Regions from separate parts of the Sus scrofa genome. Here region 2 is linked to region 1. The links are chromatin contacts, called in public Hi-C maps. All regions are on one chromosome and are shown on one strand. Each heading gives the region's core, a stretch centred on a gene start, on an enhancer-like site or on the middle of the called end of the contact. The rest is flanking DNA. Distances are from core to core; before and after follow the strand shown.

Region 1 (5,614 bases), core at 2,080-4,579:
TGTATTTTCAAGTTTTTTTTATGTCATGGTGAATACCAGCCCTTCATTCTTTTTCTTTTCTTTTTTTTTTTAACTGCTGAATAATATTTCTCTTGTAAAAATATTCTACATCTTATTTATCCATTAGTTGGCTGATAGGCATTTAGGTAGTTTCCACTTTTGGCTGTGATGACTGAAGCTGCTAAGAATATCTGCACACAAGTTTTTGTATGGGCATATATTTTCATTTCTCTTGGTTGTGAAATGGCTGGATTAAGTGGTAACTCCATGTTTAATCTGTTGTGCTGCCAAACCCTTTTAGAAAAGTGGCTGTACCATTTTACATTTCCAGCAGCAGTGTTCCAATTTCTCCATATCCTCACCAACAACCTACTATCTGTCTTGTTGATACAGCTACCCTAATAGGTATCAAGTACCTATTAGGTACTGCTGTGGCTGTGCTGCAGCTGTGGTGTAGGCCAGCAGCTGCAGTTCCGATATGACCCCTAGCCTAAGAGCTTCCACATGCCAGGGGTGCGGCCCTAATAAAAAAAAAAAAATAGTTCCTTTTGGTATCAGAGGATATTAACTTTCATGAAGTCTAAATTATCCATTCCCCCCGCCATGGTCAATACTTTTTGAGTCCTGTCCAAACAACCTTTTCTCACCTCAAGGTCACAAAGATATTTTCCTCTGTTTTATATAGAAACTTTACAGTTGTGGGTTTTACATTTAGCTCTCTGATGCCTCTCAAATTAATTTTGTATGTGAAGTGAGGGTGAAGTTCATTTATTCTATGTGGATATCCAGTTGTGCCAGCAATATTTGTTACAGGCACTTGCTCCTCCACATTGTATTGACCTGGGAACTTCGTAAAAAGTAAGCTGACCGTATAGGTGTTGGAGGATTTCTAAAATTTGTAATTTGTTTCACTGATCTATTTGTCTCTACCTTTTCTAACTCCACACTCTCTTAACTACTCTAGACTTAGAGTAATTCCTAATTAAAATAGTTTAATTCCTCCAAATTTGTTCTTCTTTTCCAAAATTGTTTTTTGGCTATTCTAGACCCTTTGAATTTCCACTTAAATTTTAGAATCTGCTTGTCTATTTCCTCAAAGAAATCTGTTGGATTTCTATAGTGATTAAATTAATCTATAGATCAACACTGAGTCTGTCCATTTATGAACACAGAATATAACAAATTCTTTTTTTCTCTCTATTTAAGAGTTTTAAAGTTTTTCTCAGCATTGTTTTGATACTTTCAGTGTAGCTATCCTATAAACATTTAGATTTATTCTTTGTGACATTTTTGATGTTCTTTTAATTTTTGTTTTTTTAGGGCCGCACCTGTGGCACATGAAGTTCCTGGGCCAGGGGTCGAATCAGAGCCAAAGCTACCAGCCTATACCACCACCATAGCAACGCCAGGTCTGGACCGCATCTGTGATGTACGCCGGAGCTCGTGACAATGCCAGATCCTTAACCCACTGAGCAAGGCCAGCATGTAACCCACAACCTCGTGGACACTAGTCAAGTTCTTAACCCGCTGAGCCACAAGGAGAACTCCATTTTTGATGCTATTTTAAACAGTATATTTTAAATTTCATTCTGCAATTGTTTTTTAATAGAATATAGGACAGAATAATTTTTTTATACTGGTTTCTATCTTGACCTTTCTAAATTCACTTACCAATTTTGGCACTTTTTTGGTGGTAGATTCTGTACATTTTTCATACACACAGTTATGTCTTCTGCAAATAATAACAGTTTCTTTCTTCTTTTCCTATCTTTATATCTTTCATTTCTTTTTTCCTGTCCATCATGCAACCTAGGATTTCTAGCACAATGTTGACTAGAAATGGTAGACGATTATATGCTTGCCTGTTCTCTTAAGGGGAAATTTTTTTTTTTTTTTTTTTTTTGGTCTTTTTAAGCCTGCACCCATGGCTAGGAACTGTAGCTGCTGGCCTATGCCACAGCCACAGCAACACTGGATCCGAACTGTATCTGTGACCTACACCACAGCTCATGGCTATGCCAGATCCTTAACCCAATGAGCGAGGCCAGGGATCGAACCCTCGACCTCATGGTTCCTAGTCGGATTCGTCTCCGCTGCGCCACAACGGGAACTCCCACGACTAATGATTAAGTAAAATGATTCTTGTGGACTGACTTGCCTAATAATTCTATAGCTGATAGCTATTTTTGTCCCACTTACAAGTCCTTTTGCCTGCTTCTGGATGAAGGCACACGCTGCGCTTCCTCCCTTTTCTCATGAAAGCCATTCCAAAATTACAACTCGACAATCTGAAGAATTTCCAAAACATCCCGCACACGTTCGCGGGTGGGGGGGGGCGTGGGCACAAGGACGGGATCGCTCACTGGCGCCTGGAGGCGAACGTCCCCTGCTGGGCTTGCCTAGTAGCTGAACGCCGTGCGCGCGTGCAGGTCCACACATCTATCTATGCATCTACGTGTGTGTACACCGCTGCCGGCCTGGAGACCGGCGAGTTCAGCAGTACGCATCTATCGCCCCGCCGCCAGTGGGCGGCGCAGAGCCATTGTTCCGCCGCCGGCCGACCCTCAGCCCCTGCGGCACGCGCGTTCGTCACGGAGGGAGGTGGGGCTTCGCCGGGCCCCCGGCCCCCAACCCGGGGTTTGAAGGCACGTCTCCCCCTCCCACGCGTCTCCGCGAGCTAGAAGGCGGGAGTGGAGTTGTGCGTAGCGGTCGCCCGCGCGGCTTCACCCACACTTTCCCCGGAAACTTCCCTAGTGCCCATCCTTTCGCGAAGTGCCCCAGGGCCAGTCCTGGGCTAGCACCCACCTCCCACCCCCCTACTGAGTCCTCTTCCTCTTCCAGGGAAGACGCTCTCGAGCGCCTCCGAGGAGGCAGGACGCCGGGCAGAAGCCCAGCGGCCGGTGGAAGAGAAGCTGAGGAGGAGAAAGGGAGGGGAGGGGGAGTGAGGAGCTCGCGGCAGAGGGAACAGCAGATTGCGCCGAGCCAATGGCAACGGCAGGACGAGGTGGCACCAAATTCCCTTCGGCCAATGACGCGCCAGAGTCTACAGAAGCCCATTAGCATTTCCCCAGGGGCAGGGGCAGAGGCAGGGGCTGCGGAGACCGAGCCGCGGAGTGTCTGCAGCATCCAGTTTTTGCGTCTCCGGCCCCCAGTAAGCCCCGGCTCTCTGTCTCCTCCCCTCTCCCGCCCATGCGGTTCTCCCACGGTGAGCCAACTCTGCGCACTTTGCCCCTTCTTGGCAGCGAATAAAAGGGGTCAGAGGAAATACAGGACACGGTCGCCCACTGCCAGCTCTAGCCTTTAAATACCCAGCCTGGGGAGACCCGCGCACAGCAGGTCGGGTGCAGACACCGACCCAACGTGCAGCAAAGGGTTCCGAGCGCAGCATCGCTGATCTCCGCGCAAGAGCCGGCTCCAGCACTAGTCTACGCTCAGTGCGGTCTGCCACGAACTCCTCCCTGAAGTCTCATCCCTGGGAAAGTGATCCCAACGTCCGAGAGCCCAGATGCCGGCCCACTTGCTGCAAGAGGAGGTGAGTTTCCAAGTAATGGCCCCCAGACCGCGGGCTCGCCGGTGCTGGTTGGGCTTCTAGGTGACTCGGTGTAGAAGAGAGTTGAGATCGCCGAGGACAGCCACCTTTTTCGAGTTGTATAGTCTTCAGTTTGTTGGGAATGTGGATTGTAATTTGGGAACTTAGTTCTCCAACTTTTGTTTCCTAAAGCTTCAAAGAAAAATCTGGTGGTACCTGTACCCTGATGTGTGTAGGCATGCGGGCTTTCCTTTGTGTGTTTGAAGGGGTGCGAGTGTTTTACCCCTCTATTTCCCCTTCCCCTGAGGTTTCACCCTCCTCCCCAATTTCTCCGCACAGTTCCTGGGGACTTGCGTCTCTTCCATCTAGGATAGACCTTGCCCTCAGGTAACCTGGGTATTGGGGCCAGGTCTGTGCCTATACCCCGCCCTTCCCCCAGCTAGACCAGGGAGTGAAGTGGCCCCTAGTGTCTCCACGTGTCCTCCCCTCTCTCCCAGCTCTGCACTTCCACTCTCTTTCAGATCTCTAGCTCCTACACAACCACCACTACCATCACAGCACCTTCCTCCAGGGTCCTGCAGAATGGAGGGGGCAAGTTGGAGAAGACTCCCCAATACGTGGAAGAAGACATCCGCCCTGAAATGAAAGATGACATCTATGACCCAACCTACCAGGATAAGGAGGGCCCAAGGCCCAAGCTTGAATATGTTTGGAGAAACATCATCCTCATGAGTCTGCTACACTTGGGAGCCCTGTATGGGATCATATTGATCCCCACCTGCAAGATATACACCTTGCTCTGGGGTAAGAGGTCCCCTTGTCCTCCTGTCTCAGTATCCCAGGTTCTCTCCACTCTTTTAATACAGTAGCAACTTACACAGAGTAGAAACACCAGCCCCTCCAGGCCGAGGTTTTTCCAACCATTTCTCTTAGGTGTTGTGGTGGGCTGGGAAGGGAGTCTAGGGGTTTGGGATGCAGGAGTGTCGATTCTGGGGCCTTTAATTTGGGGGGGGGGTTGGAGAGGGAGCCCTGGGACCATGGGCCACAGGCTTTGAAGTGAGTAGATCTGTGCCAGGGAGTCAGCTTTTCTGTTTCAAGTCATTTTCTTGACTGCTTGTCCCAGCCCTGCCAGCCTAGAAAGAATCAAGGCCCTTACCTGGATGCATGGGAACATGGGGCTAGACTAGTGTGACTTTAGAGGGCACATGCTGGGTATAGTCACGGGGTAGCAAGAGAAACTACTCAGGAAGAGGGTTAAGCAGAAGAGGGGGAAGAGAGCTGTGGTCATCCATGAAATTATTTTGCCCTGATCCTTAGCCTTATCAGGCTCCTTAATTACACAGACAGAGGAAGGCGGCTCCTGCATAACTCATGTTACATGGATGTCTTGCTCTGTGACTCCACGTGGGTCTCCAGGGAACTGCACATGCCACTCAAGAAAATGTTCTAATGAAATAAGGTTAAAGAAACGTTTCCTGCCCCATTCCCCACCCATCCTGCTCCAGCCCCTCTCCCCTGATGCCAGGAGTGCCTCCTTGCTGGGGACAGCCAAGCCAGAAAAGAGACTCTGGAGCAGCCCCGGCCCTCAGGCTGCTGCAGTGAGGGAGACAGTCCCCCGTGCGTCCCTGACCTGCCCTTAGCTCAGCTCTTTCAGGAATCCATGGCTTGGGCTGATAGTGGAGCCCTGCCCCCTCACACACATGCGCTCTGCAGGCATTGCCACTCCTGCCTCGAGTCTGACTTGGGAAGAGGAGAGCAGGGAACTCTAAAGATCCAGGAGCTCCATGCTGCTACCCTCTGTGATGGGTGTGGGGTTCAGAACTCCCTGTTAAGAAAGCCACGGTATGGTTTCTGGAGCAGTGTCGGATGTTGGGTCCTTGCTGGCAGCTATGCTCTTGGAGGGTGGTTCTACAGAAGGACTGGTGGGCCAAGTTTCAGCAAAGTCCTCCAGGACCTCTTTGATCTAAAGAGGGTGGATCTGGTCTGCGGAGCCTTGTCTTGGCAGATCCTCTTGGTGCCACAGACAGAGAAATGCATCTGGGTAGATTCCCTCTCTCAATTTTCCCAGACACAAACTGGGGACAA
Region 2 (5,614 bases), core at 1,225-3,724, 55 kb after region 1:
TGCTGTGGCTGTGGCATAGGCTGGTGGCTGCAGCTCCAATTGGACCCCTAGCCTGGGAACCTCCATATGCCATGGAAGTGGCCCTAGAAAAGACAAAAAATAAATAAATAAATAAATAAAAATAAAATAAAATTCATCAATGATGACCAATAGTAAGCTTCACCAGCAGCAAAACTTCTGTAAGATGTGTGCATGGCTGCAGCCACCTTCCCCTTCACTTTTTTTTTTTTTTTTTTTTTTAGAGCCACACCCGCTGAGCAAGGCCAGGGATTGAACCTGCAACCTCATGGTTCCTAGTCGGATTCATTAACCACTACTCCCCCCTTCACCTTTATGACTTATAGTTGTGGGTAAAACAAAAGATGTCAAGGTCACCTGTGAGAACAGCCACTTCCAAAGGTGGGCCAATGAGCCCTGAGGCAACTCAGGAAAGCATAGCAAAGGAGTGATTCCAGTAAGCCCAGACCTTTATCTCTTCCCATAGAAATGGTTTTCTGTAAACCTTCTATAAATCTGGTTGTCTGTAAATCTTTTGTTCCTACTACCTCCCCTTTTTTTTTTGTCTTTTTGCCTTTTCTAGGGTCACTCCCACGGCATATGGAAGTTTCCAGGCTAGGGGTCTAATCAGAGCTGTAGTCACCGGCCTGCACCAGAGCCACGTCTTCAGCCTAAACCATAGTTCACGGCAACGCCGGGTCCTTAACCCACTGAGCAAGGCCAGGGATCGAACCTGCAACCTCATGGTTCCTAGCAGGATTTGTTAACCACTGCATCAGGATAGGAACGCCATACCTCCCCATTGTCGCAAACACTCATGTCTTCTAGCTTCCCCCCTCGCCTCCTTGGAGTGATTTCTCGGGGCTGCTTGAGATGCTGTCTCCTGGGCTTAAGGCCTAATTTCACCCCAAATGAAACTTAACTCTCAACTTTCAGGTTGTATTTTTTTTAGTTGACATCTCCACAGCACATATAAAGTTCATAAATAATAGGCATGGTATGGGCGTTCCCGTTGTGGTGCAGCGGAAACGAATCCGACTAGGAACCATGAGGTTGTGGGTTTGATCCCTGGCCTCATTCAGTAGGTTAAGGATCTGGCATAGCCATGAGCTGTGGTGTAGGCCAGCAGCTGTAGTTCTGATTTGACCCCTAGCCTGGGAACCTCCATATGCCATGGGTGCGGCCCTAAAAAGCAAAAAAGAAAAATTAAAAAAAAAATAGGCATGGGAGTTCAGAAATTAGGCACAATTAGAAATAAAGAAATTATAGGAAAGCCATCTTTTCAATGTACTTGGGTAATAATAGCAAAGATGTTTTTGGGTGTATGCATTTCTCACAAAGCTCTTGCCATGGACATTGATAATAACGAGGATTAAAGGGTTTAGAGGCAAACTCACAAAAATCCAAGGCTGGAGTCCGAAAAGACAGGTCTTCATTTCCTTTCATCTTTACCAATCTCTTGTACTCCAGTTAAGTTTTCCTGGATATGATAACTTCTATTTATTTATTTTGTGTGTGTGTGCTTTTAGGGCCGCACTGGCATATGGAAGTTCCCAGGCTAGGGGTTGAATTGGAGCTACAGCTGCCGGCCACAGCCACAGCAACTCAGCTGCAACCTACACCACAGCTCACGGCAACGCCTAACCAACGAACCCACAACCTCATGGTTCCTAGTCAGGTTCGTTTCCACTGCGCCAAGACGGGAACTCTAACTTCTTTCTATTAACATTTCCATATATTCTTACAATTTATAAAAGGGCCCTTAAGTCTGTCCCTAAATTCATTCATTCATTCAACAAATATTAAATCCCTTTTTTATTTTCCAACATTGTGCCAAGCACTGCAGATACAGAGGGGAATTTTATATGCTCCCCAACTTCCAAGAACTTAGAGTTTAGTGGTGATTCAAGAAAAAACAACCTCGGAGTTCCCATCATGGCTCAGCGGTAACAAAGCCGACTAGTGTCCAAGAGGATGGGGGTTTGATCTCTGGCCTTGCTCAATGAGTTAACGATCCGGGCATTGCCATGAGCTGTGGTACAGGTTGCAGATAAGGCTCGGATCCTGAGTCGCTGTGGCTGTGGCTGGCAGTTGTTGCTCTGATTAGATCCCTAGCCTGGGAACCTCCATATGCCACAGGTGTGGCCCTAAAGGACAAAAATAAATAAATAAATAAATAAATAAATAAATAAATAAGAACCTCAAAGAACTCTGGTGACCTAAAAGCAATTTCAGGAATATCAAAGTGATAACATCTGGATGGAATTTTGAAGGTAAGTGCTATTTTCTGATTGTGTATTATAGAAACCCTGACTCTAAGTCTTCATCCACCTGTGAATGCATGTAACCTCAGATGTTTACATTGTTTAAACTTTAAACTGATCCTTAAATAGAAGGGTTTTGCAATTCATTCACTCTTGAGTTTTTTACTGAGGTAATTCTTAATACCGAAGCACCCATTGGATGACTTAAATCGACCCACACATTTTGAGAGTCAAAGGGCATATCTGGTAATAAGCATAGGGTATAGTGTCCAAGACTCTGTCCTCCCTAGTTCTGACGGCTTTGTATGCTTTGTTTGAAGAGAAGTGTTTAAATATTACATAGCATTCACACTTAACAAGCTTTGCAAAGCTGAGATGTGACATTTTCTCTCTTGTTGATGCATTTGACCATTTGAAGGGTGTTTTTACAGTTTAATGTTTGGGCTCCTCACTTCAAACACCTGGGGTTTGAAACTGAGGTAGACAGTGAAAGTGAGACAAAAGTTCAAGATGTTTTGCCACAATTATGTAGTATTTATCCTTTTCCTTTCACTTTCTAGCCATGAACTCAAAGATTTGACTATAATGATTCTAACCAGAACTCTCTCTGTATACCGTCAGTTCTAATGAATGCCATATAGATCAACACAGAGCTAGAGGTCCTAGCAACTTGAAATCAAAGTATCTTGTATTAAATAAGTATCCAAACTTTCTTTCTTTCATTCAACAGATACTATTGGGGGGCCTTCCAATGGGCAGGCACTACCCTACACTAGGTATCGAGAAGACATCAGTGAACCAAACAGGCTCCCCTGGGGAGACTGCATGTTAGTGGAACTTGTATTCATTAAACTAAAACCCCCAAATAGCCAATTTTGAGGACTCCATTTTTTATGGGGGAAGGGTGGCAAATGACAAGAACCCCAAATATTGAAGTTGCAGCACAGTAGAGTCAGAGGGCCCCTGGATTTGCAATCGAGACACACTGTAGTCTAGGAGTTCCCGTTGTGGCTCAGTGGTTAACGAATCCAACTAGGAACCATGAGGTTGCGGGTTCGGTCCCTGGCCTAGCTCAGTGGGTTAAGGATCTGGCATTGCTGTGAACCATGGTGTAGGTTGCAGATCGGTTTGGATCCCGCGCTGCTGTGGCTCTGGCATAGGCTGGAGGCCACAGCTCTGATTTGACCCCTAGCTTGGGAACCTCCATATGCCACTAGAGCAGCCCCAGAAAAGGCAAAAAGCCAAAAAATAAATAAATAAATAAATAAAATAAAGAGACACTGTAGTCTAGCTGTATGTCATCTAGCTGTCCTAATCCTCCATGTTATTTTCCAGGTCTTAGTTTTCTCATCTGTTCAATAATAGCACTAAATTTCATAATCTCAAAAGTCTCTTCTGGATTGAATAGTCTTTCTCTTTCTTTCTTTCTTTCTTTTTTTTTTTTTTGTCTTTTGTCTTTTTAGGGCCGCACCTGAGGCATATAGAGGTTCCCAGGCTAAGGGTCAGATCAGAGCTAGCAGTTGCCAGTCTAGCCACAGCCACAGCAACACTGGATCAGAGCCGTGTTTTCGACTTACACCACAGCACACGGCAACGCCGGATCCTTAACCCACTGAGAGAGGCCAGGGATCAAAGCTGCAACCTCATGGTTCCTAGTCGGATTCGTTTCCACTGTGCCATGACAGGAACTCCTGGATTGAATAGTCTATTATTCTATGATACGAGGCACTTAATTAAGGTAAATTTACATACAGTAAAATGTATGGATCACAGAGTTTTATTTTTCAAAAGTATGTCCAGGAGCCATTTTAAACTCCTACACTTTCTGTAGCTACAGTATGATACAGAATTACATATTATGTTCAGAGTAATGATCCTGAGACATTGAAGGATGCTGAATCAGTAAGAGAAGATTTAATTATGTTCATTAGACTACTTATTAAGGCAGGAAAATGCACTGAGCCAATTTAGAGAGATTTCAAACAAAAGTGTCTTCTCATTAACCCATAGTTAATCAGAAACCCAATTAACCAGTATGCTCTCTTTCAAGAGTTTACTGTTTTTTCAGACTTATTTATTCTTCTTTACACCCCAACCAAATCACTGATCCAAATCCCAGCCATTTCATGTTTATACACTAAAATCATGGATTATTTCTCCCTCAAACAATACGAGAACCACCACTGAAACAATCACTTCAGAGAACAGAAAGAACATTTATTTAAATAAGAAATAGACATGAGCGAAGACATAAAATTCTGAGGATTTTTTGTTTGTTTGTTTTTTGGTTTTTGTTGTTTTTTTGTCTTTTTGCCATTTCTTGGGCCGGCTCCCGCGGCATAGGGGTCGAATCGGAGCTGTAGCTGCCAGCCTACGCCAGAGCCAGAGCAACGCGGGATCCCAGCTGTATCTGCCACCTACACCACAGCTCACAGCAACGCCAGATCCTTAACCCACTAAGTGAGGCCAGGGATCGAACCTGAAACCTCATGCTTCCTAGTTGGATTCATTAACCACTGCACCATGACAACGGGAACTCCTGTTTTGTTTTTTTTAATTAAGGGGCCACTTAAAGGGGCAGGTGCCCAACATAGTGCAGTCACTTGAGGAGACAGCTCAGGAGACAAGACACTGCAGGTGGTAGGTGCTCAGGAGAGCAGGGCATCTTAAGGAGACTAGAGGCAAGCTTAGAAGATGTTTAGAGGCAGGGGCTGGGGTTTGAGAACGCATCTATTAAAGAGGCAAGAATAAGGGAGTCTCCCGTCAATGGCCGGGATAGGAAAGGAGAATATGTACCCCTGCTCTCCACCATTGTAAGAGAGAGACAAAGTAAGAAATCATGTTTCTCATGTCTCAAGGTGAACAAATCCTGACTTTTGCTTTACAACACTCCAGATATAGTCTATCGAGTTTATGTGCAATTAAAAAGCAAGTAAAATTAAGAAATAAACCTCGATTTCCCAAGTAAGTTTTTATTTCAACAAATCCTAATCCTTTCTAAATTCTAAAACTCTGGAAGCATTAAAATATGCTAATAAGGGTCTCTGGGGAAGGTACCTTACTGATAAGACTGTCAGAAAGTCTAGGCTACTCTGTTCGATTCACAGTATCTAAGGAGTTAAAGCAAAACCTGAACTCCTGGAAGTCTTAGTGGGCACATGAACTGGCTCAATAATAAAGCAGAATTTAAAGCTTCGACCTTCAATATTTGATTGCAACATTCAGGAAGAATTTGAAACGTGGCCCATTTTCAATCTGCAGCCTCATTCACCAATTGCAACTCATTCCAAAAGTACAACTTTTTTCACAAGATAACCTTTTGCACCATTTGTTTTGGTCTTTGATCAGAAGTA

What was found. A called contact is a pair of places that touch in the nucleus more often than the background predicts.
Region 2: a contact with region 1 is called in a Hi-C map of liver, with 5 times the contacts expected there. The contact joins the enhancer-like site here to the promoter of SCD in region 1. A contact is called at or near these places in 4 of 5 promoter capture datasets (fetal liver, fetal skeletal muscle and liver), 11 of 47 Hi-C or Micro-C datasets (blood, fetal liver, fibroblasts and 2 more) and 2 of 2 datasets of contacts at active chromatin or transcription factors (alveolar macrophages and skeletal muscle).

What each region holds. Positions count from the first base shown.
Region 1 is chr14:111,458,479-111,464,092 of Sscrofa11.1, forward strand. It overlaps SCD (stearoyl-CoA desaturase), which reads left to right and starts at 3,330. Exons shown (of 6, transcript NM_213781.1): 1 at 3,330-3,532; 2 at 4,051-4,333. The coding sequence starts at 3,506.
Region 2 is chr14:111,514,192-111,519,805 of Sscrofa11.1, forward strand. No RefSeq gene overlaps it. Among named protein-coding and RNA genes, the nearest start is that of WNT8B, 45 kb to the right of the region's middle. Within about 2 kb of position 2,475, at least 7 of the 83 cell types and tissues checked have an H3K27ac peak or open chromatin away from gene starts, as enhancers often do. A contact at or near this core is called in fetal liver and liver, where this site is marked.